2 separate regions of the Arachis hypogaea genome follow, and region 1 is linked to region 2. A link is a contact called in public Hi-C data. All regions are on one chromosome and are shown on one strand. Each heading gives the region's core, a stretch centred on a gene start, on an enhancer-like site or on the middle of the called end of the contact. The rest is flanking DNA. Distances are from core to core; before and after follow the strand shown.

The links. A called contact is a pair of places that touch in the nucleus more often than the background predicts.
Region 1: a contact with region 2 is called in a Hi-C map of an unstated tissue, with 5 times the contacts expected there. The contact joins two enhancer-like sites. A contact is called at or near these places in 3 of 8 Hi-C or Micro-C datasets (leaf and an unstated tissue).

What each region holds. Positions count from the first base shown.
Region 1 is chr4:36,508,655-36,515,623 of arahy.Tifrunner.gnm2.J5K5, reverse strand. No RefSeq gene overlaps it. Among protein-coding and RNA genes, the nearest start is that of LOC112796666, 39 kb to the left of the region's middle. Within about 2 kb of position 3,198, at least 3 of the 3 cell types and tissues checked have open chromatin away from gene starts, as enhancers often do.
Region 2 is chr4:36,433,519-36,439,957 of arahy.Tifrunner.gnm2.J5K5, reverse strand. No RefSeq gene overlaps it. Among protein-coding and RNA genes, the nearest start is that of LOC112796664, 29 kb to the left of the region's middle. Within about 2 kb of position 4,142, at least 2 of the 3 cell types and tissues checked have open chromatin away from gene starts, as enhancers often do.

The DNA of each region.
Region 1 (6,969 bases), core at 1,949-4,448, 77 kb before region 2:
TCATCATCAGGTACATCTTTTCTTCTCTTTGTTTTTTCCCCTTCTTGATGAAAAGATACATAGTTATGTGCCTTTTATGATGAAGATTAAGATAGTAGACAGCAACTTGTGGTGGAGTGGTGGTAGAATATATGAAATGGATGGAACAAAAGATTAAGATAGCAACAACAGATTGTACATTTGGACCTCACAGATTTAGATGGAACAAACAATCCTTTCAAGTTTCAAGGACACATCTAATCTTTTGATTTATGTCGGCTTCATCCTCTTTTTTCTGGTGATGATGAAATTATTTCATGTGGATCCAACTCCTAATAAAACAAGAGTCCACTACTTCGAAAAATATTTGCTTTACTTCAGAGTTTAGATCAGTGGGTAAATGGCTCTTTTTAAGGCCTCAAAGCAGACTCTTCTGATGGGCTTTCTTGTCCCTGTGGGCCTTTACCCATTAAATATTAAAACTCAGGTTGGAATCTTTTATAACTAAGCCCATTAAATTTTCTAAACTCACTCTTTTTGTGACAAAAACTACGTGTCCTCTTAATCTAGTCCATAAAAAAACTATTAACAAAAATATAACGTAATGAATTTTTATCCTTTTTCATTTGGTAGAATCGAGTAGACATGAATTTGCCATTCAATTTTCTAAATACCTAAATGAGCTTGTTTTTTATTTGTTTTCCAAATATAACGTAGAATCATTGAAAAAAAATTAACTGAGTAGGCCCAAATTTAATTCATCAATTTGTTTTAGGACGCGTTGTTATTGCTTATCAATAAAAGATACTAAAATATTAGGGGAGTAATAACTTTTGGTTTATTAAAGTTACCTAATACACTAAATTTTTGACATTTTATTAATTTATGCACATAAATATGTACATGTGAATCATGATATTAACTTTTTTATTAGTGTTAATTATATATTGGCCAAAAAGTTGTTGGTCATCTACTCATCTAACCGGACCGTAAAAATATAGTATTCCTTAATTTCTCATTGTCGATCATTATTATTTATTAAACTAATTAATGACACTGACATATTTTGTTATCTAATTTCAACCCATCTTAGAATTATAATAATATACGCATGGATGAACACATAATCTCCCATCAAATTAAGGTCAATCTTCAATAAGCATTTTGTCCCCTTCAATCATGGCCAGGGAATTGAAATTCCAGAAAATAGCATTTGCATAGGTCCAACAAAAACATTGATGCAAAGAAAATACCAACACATCTATCATCTATATATATCTTAACGTATATTATCATCTTTCTGTTTTTGACATCCTGTTATTCAAACTTAAAAACGATTTATGATGAATCAACATGTTTTGTTTACATTGGTCAACAGGCCATAGGAAAACTGAAAACGGTTGACACAAGACAGGTGTTAATAGCAAATATAATTTATAATTTAATGTTTATTATATATTAAGGCGGCAATGTGTGAGATTGATATACTTCTTCATTATTTGCATTGTCATTGTCTAGAGCATCGATGTTTCACCTAACGAAGCTTTTATTTGATGCCAATAATGCTATTTATTAATTTTGGATTCCTTGCTTCTAAAGCTATACTCAACATGCATGTTATGGATCGGAACCACAATAATAATATATATTCATAGGCTTTAATTAGTTACTGAAAAAGGGACAATTGCATATAAAATGCATTGTCAAATAATAAAATTTAATTTGTTTTTAATAAAAAAAATTATGTTACACAGCTACTGTTCGAGTATGTCTTTGGAACACTTATTATCAAGACGCAATATTTTTATCGTATCATTGTTTTCTTGAAATAATGACATGTTCAATCCACTTTCAAGGTATTGATTTTATTGTATATATCTTTAATTTATTTTGGGATGAAAAATATCATTCATCAAACAATAATTAATAAAGTGTTTCTAGGAGCAAAGTTAACGTTATATCTTCTTCGATTTGATTTATATCTGATCTGTTATCATGTTTATTAACAATTTATTTGTTCAAACACTAACCACTATCAGGAAAGGATTATCATGTATTTTTCCACATTTAATTTATATACAACCTGTTTAGAATTTATGATGAATTATAAACTGAATTTGGTATTTGTAAGTTAAAGATATAATCCAAGTATAATGAGATTAATCTAATATCAAATTAAATCAACAAAAAATAATATGAGATAGATTTGGATACTCTACTAATATCTTAGATATATATTCTAACACAACTATTGTACAGTGCTAATATCATGGGTGAGTTATTTATTTATTTATTCAACTATTAGCTCATACTCCTAGGAGCTTATATCATTTGACAAATTTATTATTTTATATTAAAAATACTCACAGTTTGTACTTACTAATTTTTTCCTTAATAATTAAGTGACCATAAATATCATTTTGGTGATATAAATAAAAAGTTAGCAAAATGATGAAGTTTGTGCTGTACTTTGAAATTTCGTCCGTTCAATAATATATATCTTCATATATTTGGCTGGATTATTACTTTCAATTACAACCTCAAAATAGCAATAACGAACTTGAATGTTCAGTGCACAATAATAGTTGCATTATTATGCACACTCCATAAAATAATATAGGAAAATAGTATATGATATAACCTACGACAACTAAAAATTCCTATAATATATAGAAATTATTCCCCTCACATGATGATGAAATTTTCATTTCTGATAAGTGATATAAGATTAAATTAAACTAGATTAAGCCAAGTACTACACCTCCTATTTAATTATTATTATTGAAACTTCTAACGCGTGGATATGCTAATATATATGCCATGTGGTTGCTTTCCACCCACTAACGAATAACTATTTAAAAAAATAATAATAATAGTTTTTTTGACCTTTTATTTGATTGGGTTTGTTTATTTAACATAGCTCCATGTGATGAAAGAAAGAGACATGTGTGATAGATAGTTTGAGATGGAACCAATGCAAGTCGTGTAATTAGAAAAATGATGAGAGAGGGTGGTGCAAATTTTGTGGGTTTTCCACTTGTTTTTAAAACAAAGAAACAAACAAAAACGTATATTTAATCATATCAACTTCGTCACTAAAGCCAAACGAGTACTCCACCATATAAAATTGATTTCAAACTCGGAAAGGAGACAAAGAAAACAATCATCCTTTTACATCACTCCCAGATATAGATGTTCATATTCATATTGGTCCACACACCCCTCTTTCCTCTTGTGGGCTCCCTTCTAATACTACTTTCACTTATCTACGTGACCCTTCAAAACACTCTAAATTAGTTTTTTTAAAAAGAAATTAATTATTCGTAATTCACACAGGTTTGTCGTTATCATCAATGGATTGGATAAGTCATACATTTTTTTTAAAAACTAAAGTCACAAATTTTAAATCTTCAACAAAAAAGTTCGTTTAGACTAGGGTTGTTAAAGATCCGTCCAAACCAAAATTTGGTCCAAATTTAAAATATATTTGGTCATGTTTAAATTTATAATTTTATCCTTTGTGATTTTCGAGCTAAAATTCGAGTTATACTTTAAATAGACTTGATTTCATCTGAAATTGTATTTTATAATTAAAATATTATATATTTATATTTTAATTAATATTGTCATATTATATGATATAGTTTTTTAAAATTTAATTTTTAAAAATGAAATTTATAAAATTATATACTAATTATTTATTAGATTGATCAAATTTAACTTGATTTATTTTGGATAAATTTAAAATTAGATTTAGGTTTTTAAAATAAATAAGATAAAATATTAGAATTGAATTCAAGTCTAATCTCAATCATGTACGTTCCTAGTTTAGACTGGTGTTTTATTACATTTATTACTTTGAAATTTAGATATATTAAAGATTCAACATATTATATCCAAATATATTAATTTTCTTAATAAAACAAACTTTTAAATCGAATGATACTTTGAAACGATATACATAGTTTTGTTTTTTTTTTTTAAAAAAAAAAATCGTATCAAGAATGGTGCTTAGCGGGGTGGCATCGGAAAGTGACGCAGGAAAAATCTCTATCCGTTTGGTTCTCATTTAATTGTTGGCTTTTGCAAATTGTGGTTTCACTAGAAACTTGCTTTATTTGTCAATGGGGGCTATCATTTTGTCTCTTCAATTTCAACCTTATGTGTGACTCGTAATTCATATTCATTCACATTAATGCATCCAATTATTCATATACGCGTTAATAAGGACCAACATCGTTGATTGATTGCTCTTTTCAAAAGCATGCATCCAAAATATATACGATAATTATTGTCATGTTGTTTTCAAATGTCTGGTCAATTTTTATATTTTCCTTCTTGCATTATATTAATTGCCACTAAGTTGGAACCATTGAGTTGTTTGACAAATAATAGTTAGGGTTATATTTTTATGTGAACAAGAAGCTTCCAGGAAAAAGAAGGATATTCATCATTATAGATTTATAGATCTATAATCAACACTAATCATGATTAAAGAAATTTTGTTAACTAAAGAGGAAATTCTAGTAAAGCAATGATGATATATATTAGAATACGAATTAATTTGTTAGGATTTAATTTCGTATTGTTTTGTTATCATTAAGGGTTTAATTTTAATAAATATATATATATATATATATATATATATATATATATATATGATAGTATAAAAAGTTTTATATAGTTGTTGTCTGATGACATTTATTTTTTTTAAATAATTATTTATATAATTAATAGAAAAAACAGATATTTTTATTGTTGTGATATTATATAATTTAATACATATATAAAATTAGGTTATACTAATAGTATTTTAAAATTTAATTTTTAGTTTAATTTTTAAATCAATTTTCAACTAATTTTTTATTATTTAAAACATCTTCACATTCTGATCATCATGATTTGAAATATTGTATGTACAATAAATTAAAATTCATCAGCATCTTAATTATAGTTATTAATTAGTTGGCCATATGCTTGTAATTTGGTGGACATAATCTCTATTTTTTTTTTTAAATTTTGGTTTATATATTATGAAGATGAACTGAGCCCCACGAATTAATTGGAAGAGCATGGTAGCTAGCTGTCCATGTTGTTAATACATGTGGAGGTTGCATTGTCCAAATTATGAAATTGATTTCATGTTAATAATATATATGAGTCTTATGTAGACAGAGAATAATAATGTTGCATGCATGGTGTTGATATATATGTTATCAGCAATTATTTGTTGCGTTGTTTTCTTTCCCGATAAGAAATTTAAAAAAATAAAATGGACTTTAGCTTGGTCCCTGGATGATAGCTAGGTGCAGCATTAATAATAGTGATTCCGATGTTTGTGTCCGAAACAGGATCTGAAAGATTAATAATTTGTCGTCATTTCTAAAACAAATGTTCCCACTCTCCTCCACACAATGCTGGGGATAATGGCAGTAGAAACTTCAAGACTACTAAGAAATCACTAGTTTTTTATTAGTATAAGGCTTTAGCTATCTTAGATTCAGATACATGTTAACATTATAAATTAAATTTTTTATTAAAAATATAAAAAAAATTAAATTTTTAATATATTTATTTTATATTAATTAAAAGAAAACATTTAAATATTTCACTAATAATAATTTTATCGTGTGTTCTAAAGATATATATTAGTTAAATCCTTATTATAATTAAAAAGTAATATAATAATATTAACAACAACAACAAAATCTTGTCTCACTAGATGAAGTAACAACATCATTAAGCTTTATCATATATTATGTCTACAAAAAGACTGTTTATATTTTATATGTAAATTAAATATCGTTTTGACTACTTCGTAAATATCTACCTTTTTACCCCTAATCTATTTTCTATATATCTCATTCACTCTCCATATTTTTTAATTTTTTTTAATTATTTCTTTTTAAATCATTAATTATGTATAAAATGTTAAATTATACCTAAATTGTACAAGTTAAATAAAGATGACAAATATTATATTGTCAAATATGGAGAGCTTATTATTATTTGATTAGAACTGAGATTGAGTCAATATAATTTAATTTTAAAATAAAAATAAAAAATATTTTATATTTATAAATTATTTAAAAATTTTATCTTTAAAAGATATGTGGCCCAATAACTTTAAATTGAATAAATTCTAATACTATACAATTTAAAACTAAAATTTCGTAAACTTAACTCAATTTCAAAAATTAGCTCATAAAATAAAAAATATCTTCTAAAAAAATCTTCAATTTTTTTCATTCGATTATTTTGTGTTTGATTTTTCCATCTCATTATTATGCACAAATTTCACGAGCAGTATGATAAGAATATCGGTAAAAAGATTTACTCAGCTATATACTATGGTGGCAAAAATATTTTTTTAAAAGTTATTTATTTTATCACAGTTAAAAAAATATATTTCAAAAAATATAAATTAATAATAAAAATATAAATTATAAATTATAAATAAAATTAAAGATTAAAAAAATAATTATATTAATAATTTTAATTAATATTAATTTAAATGAGGCAAATTTTTTATAAAATCTCAATTTTACAATAAATTTTATTCAAATAATTAAAAAATAAGTAAAAATTATTAGACTACAAATAAAACAATTTGCAATAAAACTTAGTAGATTAAAATATAAATATTAAAAAATAAAAAATATAAAAATTCAAAATATAAAAATTCAAAATAAAAATATGATTCATAAAAATTATTAAATTCACAAAAAAAAGAATATCAAAATAATAATGAAATGGAAGTAAAAAAATAATATTATAAAATTTTTAAAAAATAAAACAATCCGCTAATAAAATTTTTGTTAAAAATTTAAATTTTAAACAAATTAAAAAATTAGAATCAAAGACAATTTAACAATTTTAAAAATATAATAATATTTTTTAATAAAGATAATATTTTTAAGAGGCCTGCTACACATACAAGTTTTTTTGGCTTACAAGTCTTATAAGTCTAATAAAACACACGCATTACAC
Region 2 (6,439 bases), core at 2,893-5,392:
ATCCACTAGGGTTCTGTGGAGATGGGCATTCGCCAGGATCATGGTTATTACTACTGGATCATCGTGTCCAAGGATTATTCCTTGCCCATCTTCTTTTGTGAATGAAATGGTAGGGAGGTCGGATGACTCTTCTCCGACCTGGTAGACTCTTTTGAGATGTCTTTTGCGAGAGGATTTGGCGAGTCCTCCTCCTGCAAACCCTCCTGAGATCATATGGATATGTCTCTCCGGAGAATGTTGCGGTGGGTCTCTTCTATCCATATCATCTCGCTTTCTCTTCCCGTGGCCGTCCGACCTTTCTATGAGATATCTATCGAGCCGACCTTCTCTAGCCAGCTTTTCTATCACATTTTTAAGGTCGTAACAGTCGTTTGTGGAGTGACCATATATTTTATGGTACTCGCAGTAGTCGCTGCGGCTCCCCCCTTTTTTATTTTTAATGGGTCTAGGGGGTGGCAGTCTTTCAGTGTTACAAATCTCTCTGTATACGTCCACTATAGAAACTTTCAGAGGAGTATAAGAGTGGTATTTTCTTGGTCTCTCGAGACCGAGTTCTTCCTTTTTCTTGGTTTCCCTTTCCCTCTCTTTTGTTGAGGGAGGGAGCCCAGGGCGCCAACTCAGATCTCTCAACTTAGCGTTTTCCTCCATATTGATGTACTTTTTAGCTCTTTCCTGTACATCACTTAGAGAAACGGGGTGTCTTTTAGATATGGATTGCGAGAAGGGGCCTTCTCTGAGTCCATTGACTAACCCCATTATGACTGCCTCTGTGGGCAGGTCTTGAATCTCTAAACATGCTTTGTTGAACCTTTCCATATAGGCTCGTAAGGATTCTCCGACCTCCTGCTTTATTCCCAGGAGGCTCGGTGCATGTTTCACTTTGTCCTTCTGGATTGAAAACCTCATCAAAAACTTCCTTGAGAGGTCTTCAAAACTAGTAACCGACCTCGGGGGGAGGCTGTCGAACCACTTCATCGCTGCTTTCGATAGGGTGGTCGGGAAAGCTTTGCATCGCGTAGCTTCGGAAGCATCAGCTAGGTACATCCGACTTTTAAAATTGCTCAAGTGATGCTTTGGATCCGTGGTTCCGTCATAGAGGTCCATATCGGGGCTTTTGAAGTTCCTCGGAACTTTCGCTCTCATTATATCTTCGCTGAAAGGATCCTCCCCTCCTAAGGGCGGCTCTTCTCGTTCGTCGCGGGAGTTGTGACCTTTGAGGGAGGATTATAACTTTAAGAGTTTTCTCTCTAACTCTTTTCGTCGTTCCATCTCCTCTTTTAGGTTCTTTTCGGTTTCCTTTTGTCGCTCCTGTTCTTGTTCTAATTGTTCCAGGCGACTGTGGACTAATCCCATGAGTTCAGTTACATGGGATGGTCCCTCTTTCTCTGATTCGCGCCCCTCTGAAGAGTTTACCTTCGGGTTTTTTACTCCGGAGGTACCTTCCCTGTGTTGATCATTAATTCCCTGGTGGAGGGTCAAGTCTGCATCATTATTGCCTGTGTCTAGATTCTCTTGTTTAGAATCTGACTCCACACGACCCTCTTCAGGGGATCTGTCCGCCATTACTGGTTGATCTCTCGGGTCCCCGGCAACGGCGCCAATGTTACGGTGGATAACCGGAGATTAATGGACTGGACTGTATTGGCCGGCCCAATCGTCTGCGGATGGTAGCCTCCGAGCAGGTTTGTGCGCTGGAGCCTCCTTCCGACTTGTGTACGTGAGTGAATGGGGGGTGGTACCTGCAAAGACACTCCGATGCCTAAGTTAGCAAGGGTGTGAGCAGGTTTAGAATGTATTGGGCTTAGAGATACCTGAAGAGTGTCAGTGTATTTATAGTGGTGAGCCAATAACCACCGTTAGAGTAGTGCCATATTTTTAGGGTGTTAACCGTCCCATTATCTTAGGGAGGTTAAGATATGACTCTTGGAAGTGGTTAGAGAGATTCTAGGGGCAGTTACTCATTTGAATGAGTGCTTGTTTGCCAGCTAACCCTCGTACCCGACTTCTTTAGAGCAAGTCGTGGTGAGAACCGACTTCATAGGACAAAGGTTGGTATTGGATGAGACCCAATCCGTGGGATTAGGCCTTTTATTTGGACCTGGGCCTTTATTGTTGGGACAGGGTATGAACATATACCAAAATACTTTAAGAATAATACGCAAATAAATCACAATAAATTTTTAGATAAACACTTTAATTTTCAATAAATATTAATCAATAAATCAATCTTTTTTTGTTTTTTTAGATAAATATAATCAGTCTCTATGTTAAATTTTGATAAAATATTACACGAATTAATCATTATCTTTATTTTTATAAAGATATAATAATCTTTAAAAAATTTTAACATTTTAGATCAATTTTTTTATACAGTCGAACAATCTGTGTATGAATTAATTTGTTTGATGAAATAAAAAGTTGAAAATTATTCTTTTGTTTTGAATTATTTAAAAATTAATTTGGTGATTAAACTTATTGTGACTAAATTGTCAAACTAAAAATATATTAGAGCCTAATTTGGGATATTTAATTTAAAGTTGTTATGTCCTTTTGTTTTTCAAGGGAAAAAAAAAGAATTTTAGGTTGTGTTTTCAAGAAATCAAATTGGGCCTTCAAACAACCATTAATTTAAATATGGTCTTCGAGGTGTATTGGGCTAAACCTGGACTTATTGGAGGCAAACGTTGAAAGCCTTTTATAAAAAGTTTAACTGAAAGGTTGATAGAGGAGGGGTAACAAAATAGGCCAGACCCGAGAAATAAAAAACTCTACAAGGATGTGGCAATTGAAAAGATTTGAGTGGCATATCATATATGCCTCTTTAACAATCACACCCGACTTCAAATTTTACTAGAGAAAAAATAAACCCATGTAATATGGCTGATTTTTTTGGATATGATTTGGGGTATGAGATATGCTGGGATATGATTATTACGGGTAATTTACACTATTATGACAGTGTTGCTTTTTGAAATTTTAGGGAGAAGAAATCGGACCCACCGATTTTAAACAGAGAGGAAGTAACACAAATCGGTGACACCGATTTGTGTGAGCATAAAATTGGTGGCACCGATTTGTGTGACGGAGATGTTGAGCAGCATGAAATCGGTAGCACCGATTTGTGTGAGGTGAAATATTTTACTCGAAGAGTGCAGTAATCGGTGGATAAGGAACACAAATCGGTCCCACCGATTTGTGCACTATCTGCGTCCCGAAATCGGTGCCTTTGATTTGCTTCCTACTACTCGGTGCCACCGATTTCTTCTATCCAGCCGTCACAAATCCGTAAAACACCAATAATCCCCATATCGCTGCTATACTCCATCAAAGGTTCATATCAAAATTAAAAAATTCGTAATATATGTGAGTGTATTGTATGGATGTATAATAATACCTAAAATTAGGGGCTTTCTAATTCATTTGACCAAAAGAAAGAAAGATTAGTCTAGACAAGACCACATATATAATTTCAAAACAGAAAACGATTTCCTCATGCTCTTGCTGCGACTTACAAGTTATTAGAATTGAGCCGGTCATACGATTAGGTTATTAGGACATTGATTTAATCGATGAGTTATTGATTTATCTGATTGATCCGGTTATAATTAAATAAAATTATAAAATTAAAAATTAAAACTTAAAATTTAAAATACATATTTTTGACAAATATATTAATAACAATCAAGTATCAATTTTTAGATATAATTTATGATGCAAAAAGAAATAATAAATCAATCATTAATATAAAATATTTTTTCAATTTAAATGAACAAAAGAAAGAATAAAAAATAACGCAATTAGTATATCAATATATACGTTTATATATCAAATTTGATATCCAAGTGAATTTATACTTAAAAAAAAAATTAAAATAAAAATTTGTTCATAATTTATTATATAATTATTTTTTATCATATATAGTATTAAGAACTAAGAAGTATGATAGTATGATAGTAGAGTAGCAATGGAGCGGTCCGGTTCGATTCTAATGAATTTGCTTGTAAGTGCCGTGTGACGTTCTATGAATGAAAGTTGTTGTTCTTTTCCAAAAAAAAAAAAAAAACCCACAATGTCTAACGTGGCAAATATATCTGTCTCTTAAATGGTCGATCCTAATTGGATATCCGGTAACTAGTTGAAAAGAGTCATAAAAAAAAAAAGAACAAAAGCTAGGATAGCTAGAAGCCTAGAAGTTTGAGGCTTATGGGCTTCGATAAATCATAAAATTATGATCTACATTGAATATTTGTTTTAAGGTCTTACTAACAAGAAAAGAAAGGAAGAAAACCCTAAGAAAAAAAGTAAACAAGTGGTTGAACGTGCGTCTTTCAAAGTCTAAGCCTTTAATTTATCACTAATGAGGAAAAAAATGCAATTAGAAAATTGTTGGCTGATTATTAGTGAGTTGAATTTGCAACGAACTATATCAATCTGCATGACTTGCCATAAAAAACCTTTGACAACGAGTTCCACAATTAATCATGGTGAAACATATCGCAGTTGCAGTGGAAGCACGTTTGTTCCATTAAGCCAGGTACGTATAATTATCATTATTATACATACACTGTTATTCTATATACGCAATAGGAATGAACCAAGAGATCAGAGCCAACCCAACATGTTCGATCTTCTAATACTATACACACAGTGTTGAGACTACTGTTTCAAGATTAATCAGGTGCGTTGCATGCATTTCTGTTGGATAATATTAATCAAATATAAATCAATCACAACAATTTAGAAGTGTCTTGAAGTTATACTCAAACATGAGTTTGAAAGTTTGACTACCAATAAAATGCTAGAACTCTAGAAAACATCAAAACAAAATTGAAAGCTGGTGCTGCTGCATGTTGTACCGCCACTTGATATTGTGATATTGCCTTAGTTATTAGTGAGCAATCTGGCACATGCAATTTGAAGCAAATTTTACAAGTTTTTATCATATCACCAATGTATACAATTAAGTATTATTTGTTAAAAAATTATTTTATTGAAAAAGTGATTCTGAGGCCAATTAATTATGGGTATTATATTTATATTTGATATCAAAACTGATTAATCCAACATCAAGTGTTTGAAAGTTTGTGAGATGTGGAAGAATTCTCACATAATTAATTGTTTATAAAATCAGAATGGCAAACACTTTCAATGTTGTGTGGTCTAATCTCAAATTAGAGGGAAAACTTAATTACAGTTATTGGGAGACTTTAATGTCTACCCATTTGAAGGCTCAAAATCTGTAGAATTTTATTGAATCGGGTTCATAAGAAGGAGTAGATGCTGCCCAACAGAAAAGAGATTAATTGGCGCTATCTCAAATTCATCAAGCTGTAGATTTACAGTATTTCGCAAAATAGCAAATGTCAAAAGTACAAAAGAAGTATGGAACACATTGAAGCTGTCATACAAAGGCATAAATAAAATCCAGAAAGCAAAGCTATAGTCTTTGCGAAAAGAATATGAAAGGTATGAGCTGTCTAGTTCAAAAATTGTAAGCAATATTTTACTCATGTTACAGATCTTGTCAATATGATGAGAGTTTTTGGAGAAGATATGCCCGATAGTACATGGTGAAAAAATTCTTCGCATCATGCCGATAAAGTATGATCATATGGTAACTATAGTACAAGAGTCTCATGATATGGATACCATGAAAATTGCAGAGTTGCAAGGAAATCATGGAAAACCACATTAGCAGAATATTAGAAAAGTCAGAAAAATCAATCGAAAAGCCTTGAAAAGTCAGATGAATTTAAACAATGTTGCAGAATTAAGCCGTACATAATAAGGACAAAAATCGTGGTTTTAATTTTCAAAGTAGAGGTAGAGAAAGTTTTAGAGGAAGAGGTCATGGAAATTACAACCAAGGAAGTTTTACACCGCCTAATCAAGGAAGAGGTGGAACGAATTTCAGACCTGAGAACCGAGGAAGAGGCCGAGGCAATTTCTTTCAAGAAAAAAAAACTGATTTCAACTGCTTTTGTTGTGAAAAATATGGATACAAAGTAGCATATTGTAGATTTAAAATGATGAATTACAATCAAGCACATGTTGCAGAAAATCAACATCAAAATACTGATGATAATTTGGGTACTCATATGATGACACACAATCTTAAGTAGTTTTTAGGGTTCTTTTTTGTTTGTTTTCTTAGATTTTCTTAGATTTTTAATCAAATTTCTTATGTTTTCTAGTGAAATTTTATAACTAATAAAATATTTGGAGTTTTGTTAGTACTATTATATTTTCAAGTTTTTTTTTTTTTACTCAAAGGGAGTAAGAATTAAAACTTTTTTAGCAAGAAAATACAAAACTGGTTCAAGGGCAGTTCAACTGGATCAAAGGAACATGTGAACCAGACACCCAGCCTTCAGCATGGACACCTCGCAGCCCACACACACAGGTCCAGTGGCCCATTCCACAAGCTTGTCCTCTCTAA